Regions from separate parts of the Danio rerio genome. Here region 1 is linked to region 2. The links are chromatin contacts, called in public HiChIP or PLAC-seq maps. All regions are on one chromosome and are shown on one strand. The core of a region is the stretch at or near the end of the contact, and the rest is flanking DNA. Distances in the headings are between cores, read along the strand shown. Region 1 has its middle 100 kb from the start of hemk2. Region 2 holds the start of adamts1 (ADAM metallopeptidase with thrombospondin type 1 motif, 1).

Region 1 (4,278 bases), core at 314-2,813, 230 kb before region 2:
ATAATCTCCCAATGGGGTAAGTGAAATAATTTTGTTTTTCATTTTGACATTGACTATTTTTACAGGTGAGCATAGATTTAGCCCCAACTTCAGACACGCCTTCAGTCAAGCGTTGACGCTGAAGACCGGTGTGAATGGGGCATAATACTCCAGTTTGTCAGGGGGGCATGAATGAAATGTTCATGAGTGAATGTGAAACTGCAGTTAAAGTCACTCAAAATTACATGAAACTCTTACACGAACGCACTTCACGTAAACACCTTAATTACATTAATGTCTATTAATGCAAATAACCAGATTACAGATGTCCATGTAAGCGTAGTCAGGAGTGTCTTTGAAGTAAGTGCAGAATCCAGAAGGCTCACCGGTCAGGTATACATCTGTGCTACAATATCAAGGTGAAAGTCAATCATAGCTTGTGTAGAACAGACCCCCCAACCCAACTTTGAGAATAGGTTATCGACGATATTTTTTTAATCACTTAATAAGAGTCTCGCGTCAATGCCAATAACAGCCCACCGCTAATTATTTTTCTTACCCCATTGGATGGCTATTTTGCTTCTTTCAAGGGAAAACTCATGAGTTCCCTGTTCCTTAAGTTGACTCTTAGGTTTTTTTATTGTTATTGTTGTAACCCAAGTTTCTTTAAGGTTACCCTTAACCTCATAACTGAAGGATTTAGTGTTTTCATGCAATTCATTCATTCATTCATTTTCTTGTCGGCTTAGTCCCTTTATTAATCCGGGGTCGCCACAGCGGAATGAACCGCCAACTTATCCAGCAAGTTTTTACGCAGCGGATGCCCTTTCAGCTGCAACCCATCTCTGGGAAACATCCACACACACATTCACACACACACACTCACACACTATGGACAATTTAACCAACCCAATTCACCTGTACCGCATGTGTTTGGACTGTGGGGGAAACCGGAGCACCCGGAGGAAACCCACGCGAAGGCAGGGAGAACATGCAAACTCCACACAGAAACGTCAACTGAGCCGAGGTTTAAACCAGCGACCTTCTTGCTGTGAGGCGACAGCACTACCTACTGCACCACTGCCTCGCCCACATGCAATTCAATTCATCTTCATCTCTATAGCGCTTTTCTATAGTGTCAAAGCAGATCACACAGAAGCTCTAGTAAAGTGAAACTGCTTCAGTCCAGTTTTCAGAGTTTGGTTCAGTTCAGTGTGTAAATGTCACCACTGAAGAGCAAAGCCTTCCTCTCTGCGACTACAGAAACTGCATGTTGGCCTCAAAGCCTTGGACTGGCACACAGCAAAGTGGCATCTACGGGATGTAGCCCCAAAACCCTGCGGCCTTCCAGTCAGTTCTGGCAGATGATGAAAGCCACCGGTCCAGGATGGGGATGGGGAGGGGGGGGGGGGGGGTTAAAGGACGCCTGTTAGGAGATAAAGAGCAGGGGCTGAATTCAGCCGCCATTAGAGGGGGCTACATGTTCATCGGCTCCTTCACAGAGCGATTCTGTCAGAGCCGCTATTATCTTCTTCTGGCAGGACTTCAATGCAGGCCTTATCACAGTAATGCACACAGGAGGAGGTGCTGACAACAGCGCCGGCCCCCATCCCTCATCTAACCCTCCTTAAATGGCACTCTGACCCCTATAGCAGTGGAGATTCTGGATATCCTCATGCTCTTTGATCTTTACCTGGAGATCATTGTCCATAATCTCCACTGGGAATCAATGATAGCTGTATCCCTTGGCTTCCTTTCTCTCATATAACTACTGAAGAGCCTTTTCAGGATTAGCCGCTTGTGATGGAAGTGTAACAGGATTTAAGGGAAGAGCGAGTGTGTGCATCTTGTCTGTGTCTTGACCCTGGGGACCTGTAATTAGACTGCAGTGAACACTTCCTTCCTACAGCAGAAGAGCCTCCGTTCACAGCTTCAGGCCGGAGAATCTTCATGCTGGATCTGTTCACTTGGGTGGTCCATTAGTAAGCAAACAGGTTGCAGACAGCAGTGATTCTCCACCTATAGGGTGCTACTCACTCATTAAAGTCAGCATCAGTAAAGTTTGTAGTTTTTTTTTTCATATCGTGATGTTCATCTAATTATAATGGTTTCTGAAATGAGAAAAATGTAGGGTGGTGCATGATTTTGTCCTTTGGGAACCGAATGGATTGTTGGAAGACGGGCATTGATAAAGAAATGTAGATCTGAAAGCCAGTTTGCACTCAGTGGTGGAGGATTAACCTCAGGCACTGTTGAATGAAGAGTTCAATTTTACAGACAGAATTGGATGATGTTTGATTAAACCACTGCCTCCCGCAAATGCCGATAGCCCCGCCCTAAAAGACTGACAGCTCCAACATAAAGAACTGTTGGCCCCACCCTAAATAACTGATAGCTCCGCCCTAAGTTGCTGATAGCCCTGCCCTAAAGGACTGACAGCCCCAACATAAAGAACTGACTGCCTCAACCTAAATTTCTGAAAACCCCGCCCCAAACTGCTGATCGCCACACCCTAAAGAAACAGACAGCCAAAACATAAACAACTGTTAGCCCCACCCTAAATAACTGATAGCTCCGCCCTAAGTTGCTGATAGCCCTGCCCTAAAGGACTGACAGCCCCAACATAAAGAACTGACTGCCTTAACCTAAATTTCTGAAAACCCCGCCCCAAATTGCTGATCGCCACACCCTATAGAAACAGACAGCCAAAACATAAACAACTGTTAGCCCTTCCCTAAATAACTGATAGCTCCGCCCTAAATTGCTGATAGCCCCGCCTTAACTGGCTGACTTGGTTTGCCCTCATTATCACCTGAGAGTAGTTCACCCTGATAGCGAATGAGCTGCGTTTGCAGATTCGTAGTGTTGCTGTCTCGTAAAACCCAAAGTGTCTCCACACTTTAGAGTGGAAACAAGCAGGAGGGACTTTGATTTGATTTTCATTATTTTTCCCCATTGTTCTCGCTACTCTTTTTTTCCGTGCTTCTTCTCTGTTGTTGTTGGTTAACTTGTGTTCTTCACTGGCTGCTGCTTACGCCACATTAACCCTATTTATTCAAACAACCGCAAACAGTGTAATAAAATATCGATATTAGCTATTATTGTATTTATTTTTTTATTGCGACAGAAAGCACAACAATGTATTGCATTATCGATTTTTATTGCAACAATATATTGCATTATCGATTTTTATTGCAACAATATATTGCATTATTGATTTTTATTGCAACAATATATTGCATTATCGATTTTTATTGCAAAAATATATTGCATTATCGATTTTTATTGCAACAATATATTGCATTATTGATTTTTATTGCAACAATATATTGCATTATCATTTTTTATTGCAACAATATATTGCATTATTGATTTTTATTGCAACAATATATTGCATTATCAATTTTTATTGCAACAATATATTGCATTATCGATTTTTATTGCAACAATATATTGCATTATCGATTTTTATTGCAACAATATATTGCATTATCGATTTTTAATGCAACAACATATTGCATTATCGATTTTTATTGCAACAATATATTGCATTATCGATTTTTATTGCAACAATATATTGCATTATCGATTTTTATTGCAACAATATATTGCATTATCGATTTTTTTTCCCAACCCTAATTTTCGCTATAGGAAGGTGATGTTGGATAGAGCCTTTGTGTATAAAATAAAGCTGCATCTAAAACCTTCCATGAGTTGAGTCCTTATGTGTGGAACACTTCACATATTTTAGCACACTTGAAGAAAGCGCCAGATTGGTTTTACAGAAAACCCAAAGTAGACAAAGAAAAAAAATCCCATAAATGCACAACTTGTTTATGCACACAACAGACAAATGCACTTAATTCAGTCTGTTGGTCAGAGAGACTGAAAGCGGGACGAAATGTAGCTGCGGGTTTGCTTTGCCACATCACTGCTTAACAAGCCTTTCTGAGTCTCGCTGCCAGAATGCCGGGAAGCCTTGAAATTTGGGACAGATTCTTGATCCGTCTCGTCCACATGATGAAAGTGTGTGTGTTTCTCACAGCAGGGACACTTTTCTTGACTTCTCCTGGTCAAATAAGAGCATCGCTGCTGGATGTTTGCCCTCCGTACTCTCAGACTCAACAAGAATTGAACCCTACGGTGTACAAAACACAAGGGTATGCCAAGGAATACAGCAATATTGGGGCAAGGTTTAAGCCAAAGCACACTTGACTCTTTTAAGCGGACAGCACCCTAGGGTTCTGGCAAATGGAGTCAGGTGTGCTTGTGATTTTGTTGAAGCTGTTTTTGCAGCAG
Region 2 (4,114 bases), core at 946-3,445:
AATAATAGTCAAAGATAACACAAGTTTCCCCCACAGGCCAAACACATGCGCTGTAGGGGTATTGATGAACTAAATTGGCCGTATTGTTTGAGTGTGATTGTAAGACTGTATAGATGTTTCCCAGTACTGAAAGGGCATCTGCTGCATAAAACAAAAGCTGGAATAGTTGGTGGTTCATTCCGCTGTGGTGACCCCTGATGAATAAAGGGATTAAGCCAAAGGAAAATGAAGGAATGAATTATTAAGGGAAAAACAAAACACAAGGCCCCGTGTGGAAAAGTGATTGCCCCTAAACCCAATAACTGGTTAAGGTTAAAATATATTAAATTAATAATAATAATAATTCATATATTTTTGCATATGCAAATAATAGCTAAAAAAAGGTTTAATGAATGTTCAATTTAGTCATTATGCAAATATTATGGGATGATATATATAATATTATGGGATATTATGGAAATGTTGTGTTTGAATGTTCTCTGAAATGTTTAAATGATAACGCTGTGAACGTTTAATGGAAAAACCGGGAAAAGTCAGTGAATTTTGACAGGGCATTTTCCAGGACTGGAAAAGTTCAATTCAATTCAGCTTTATTTGTGTAGCGCTTTTGCAATGTAGATTGTGTCAAAGCAGCTTCACATAAATGCTCATAGTAACTGGAACAGTGTAGTTCAGTTTTTAGTGTTTAAGTTCAGTTCAGTTTAGCTCAGTTCAGTGTGCTTTAATGTCATTACTGAGAGTCACTGAAGAGCAGATTTATCGATGCATAGCTCAACCGATCCTGAACCATGCGAGCCAGTGGCGAAAAAACTTCACCGATAGGAGAGCGAAGAAAAACACATTAAGAGAAACCAGACGACCATTTTAATTTCTCCGCTGCCCAAAAGTCTTGTGCAGAGCTGCAGTCTCAGCGGTGGAGGCTGGAAGCTGGCCTCAGCGAAGACTCGTCTGTCCCTGGAGCATCACTGGAATCAGTCTCATGCTCTTCACTCCTCCATGACCACCAGCCCAGCAGCAGCTCAGCATACGGCCTGGTCCCTGATTATGGAAACCTTGGGATCATCTCGTCGCTGGTCTTGGATCCAATCAGTGACTCTGCATAATCTGAGGACCTCAGGATGAGTATCCCAGGTGGAAATGGAGAATAAAGAGAATAATTAGCGTATCTGCTGTTCATAGTGTATATAAACCAGATGTATATAAGTGTATGCTTTACTAAAACATTTTGGAAAAATAGTAAAAACCCACAAAGTTTTGGAAAAGTCATGGAAATTAGCTTAACTAACATCTGTAAACTTGAACATTGGTTAGTTGTCTTTACTTCTTTTCTGTCTTAGGCCAAAAACATGGTCTCACATTATGAACGCTGCGTAAGCTTTCATTCATTCATTTTCCTTCGGCTTAGTCTTAATTTCAGAGGTGGCACAGCGGGAATGAGCCGCCATGAGTAAGCATTATCTAAATAAATCTTACATACAATAGATATCCAAAATAAATTCAAACTAAATAGATTGTTGTGTGTTCTATGTGTGTTTAAATGCGCATTGTTTATTATTATTATTTACCATTTATACATAGACAATAAATTAAACATTAGGTTATGAAAATGTACTTGAAAGTGCTGGAAAAGTCATGGAAAGATCCTGGAATTTAAGTAATAAATGTGTATGAACCCTGATGACAACACAGATATAATGGGTCAAATAAATAATGTTTTATATCTTCACTTCTTGATTAATAACATTAGGAATACAATTTTTTGTATTCGATTTTTCTAAAATATTACATTTAATATGCAATTAAAGCATTATTTAATTAAATTAACACACAGGATTTGACTCTCTATATATTCACATTATTTACATCTATTTTGTTAAATACTGCATGTATTCAGGCACATCTATGAACAAATTCCTCTCTAAAAACCGAAAGTGTAGATTAAACTGAATTTTTGTGTATTTAAACTCACTAATAGGAAATTGTCTTGAAGAATAAATATTTTGGTTACTTTTTTATATAAAACAATTCATAAAATGCTTAAAATTGTGTATTGATATTTTCTTTCAATTGGACTGACTTAAAAAACAAAAGTAAAATAGACATTGAGTAGGAGGCGGGGCTTAATTTTTAAGCTCCTCCTCTTATATGTCGCTTGCAGCGTACTATCATTTGGAAGGGCGTGGCTAAGCACGTTTCGTCCAATCTACTGTCGTCATCAGAGGAGAGCAGAAGCAGGTGGGTAAATGTTTTGGTCGTCAACTTTTATGGTAATGTTATGTAATACATGCTTCAGCGAATCAATTTGATGTATTTATTAAAAATTATGATTAAATCTATTAATAAAACGTAGGTCTTCTCTTCGGTGTTTGGAGGGTTATTTAGTGTATTATGACCTAATGTATCCTCTGATTGGCTCTTTCAGAGGTCGCTGTTGATCAAACTATAAACTATGTCTAGTTTAGCTTTACTTTTAAGTTATATATCGAGATAAATATATTTTTTAAGACTAAACTGTCTTGTTGTGAACACCTACAATGTCTTTCGGTGCTCTAGATCTGCCGATCCATTACATGATTATTTTCCCTCAGACTGATTGGCGCCATTATGCGTTCAAAATGGTATGAACCATTTTAGGGGTGGTCAAATGTATATGTTCATTATCTATAATTTTATTTATCAATAATATTATTTAAGATACAGATCAGAGATTTCTAAATATTTATAAAGCTGACCCCCATGCATTTTGTTTTAACGTTCTTCAGAGGGGATTGAGTTAGCAGGGTTAATCTGTAATTATCACCCTGCCTAAAACTAACAATGTGCTAAACATTTTGATTTATTGATGACTTTGAATTAACTTCTGCCGTGATATCTACTGTAAAAACATCATATAATTCAGTGTTATTGCCTGTAATGAGAAAACGTGTGCGGTAAATATAGGTGTTGTGAACAGACTGAGTTCAGGAGTGATGTTGCAGCGCCACCTGCTGTTTGACATCTTAAACTGACTTTCTTTTTAATAGAAAGTGCGTTTTTTTTAGAAAATAATAATAATAAAGTCATTAACCCACACAGATAAAGGTGACCCACTGTGTGTCTTGTTATTTTCTTGTGTAATTATTATACATGTTCACACTAGTACTACTTGAGATGCTGCAAGAGTGTTTGTACTTCTAAAAATTAGTTTGCAAAATAAATTATATTTATTTCATCTAAATATTAATTTTGTTTTTCATGAATTTTTTCTTTTATTTTGTATTTTTCGAACACAGAAAAACATGCCGTAGACAATCAGCATATAGCAAAGTGCGTAGATGTACATGAAATAACCAATATACAGGTTCCTAAATACTAGTATTAATAATAGTGCCAGCAATAACAACAATAGTGTAAATAGAAAGGAAAAACTGAAGAGTAATGACAAGGACATACTAAAACAAATAAAAATAATAAAATAAAATTAACTAACATATATATATATATATATATATATATATATATATATATATATATATATATATATATATATATATATATATATATATATATATAAAACAAATTTCCAAACCAAAAAAATCAGCCAAATAAACTTATATAATTAAAAAAATAACAATAATAATTAAAAAAATAAAAATGGGACGTGGAACCAGACGTTTCTGCTTTTTGATGTCTCATTGATTCAAATGAGTAAACCTTTAAGTTTGTCCAAGGTTTAGCCCAAAGTCTGATGGCGTCCTCTAAATATTTAGTTTATAGGTCAAATAAAGTCTAGCTTTAAATAAAATGTCTATATGTGTGTGGAGTAATGTTCATCTTGAATTTAGCGTAGCACATTTTATGACGATAATGAAATACATATAATGAAAAACATTATATATTTTATACATTATAAAACATATGATAATGAAAAACATACTTATTCTGAATTTCTGTATTGTAAATAAATACATCAAAGTGGTTTAAACTCAGTGTTTTAATCGGTCAGCAAATAATTCCTGTTTTCAATATGAAGGCAGGATTGTGGCGCGAATAAATGTCCGTTTTAGTGGCTGTCTATTGGAAAACCTTAAAAATGGATGATAATTTCGCTCTGGAAAATAAAACATTAAATAGG

The links. HiChIP or PLAC-seq counts read pairs in DNA pulled down with a chosen protein or histone mark.
Region 1: a contact with region 2 is called in an H3K4me3 HiChIP or PLAC-seq map of embryo, with 8 times the contacts expected there. The contact joins the enhancer-like site here to the promoter of adamts1 in region 2. A contact is called at or near these places in 9 of 18 Hi-C or Micro-C datasets (caudal fin, embryo, fibroblasts and 2 more) and 3 of 4 datasets of contacts at active chromatin or transcription factors (caudal fin, embryo and pancreas).

Annotation. Positions count from the first base shown.
Region 1 is chr1:1,198,161-1,202,438 of GRCz12tu, reverse strand. It overlaps a transcript of hemk2 not described here. Among named protein-coding and RNA genes, the nearest start is that of hemk2, 100 kb to the left of the region's middle. Within about 2 kb of position 1,563, at least 17 of the 62 cell types and tissues checked have an H3K27ac peak or open chromatin away from gene starts, as enhancers often do.
Region 2 is chr1:964,373-968,486 of GRCz12tu, reverse strand. adamts1 (ADAM metallopeptidase with thrombospondin type 1 motif, 1) reads left to right here and starts at 2,195. Exons shown (of 9, transcript XM_073949290.1): 1 at 2,195-2,251.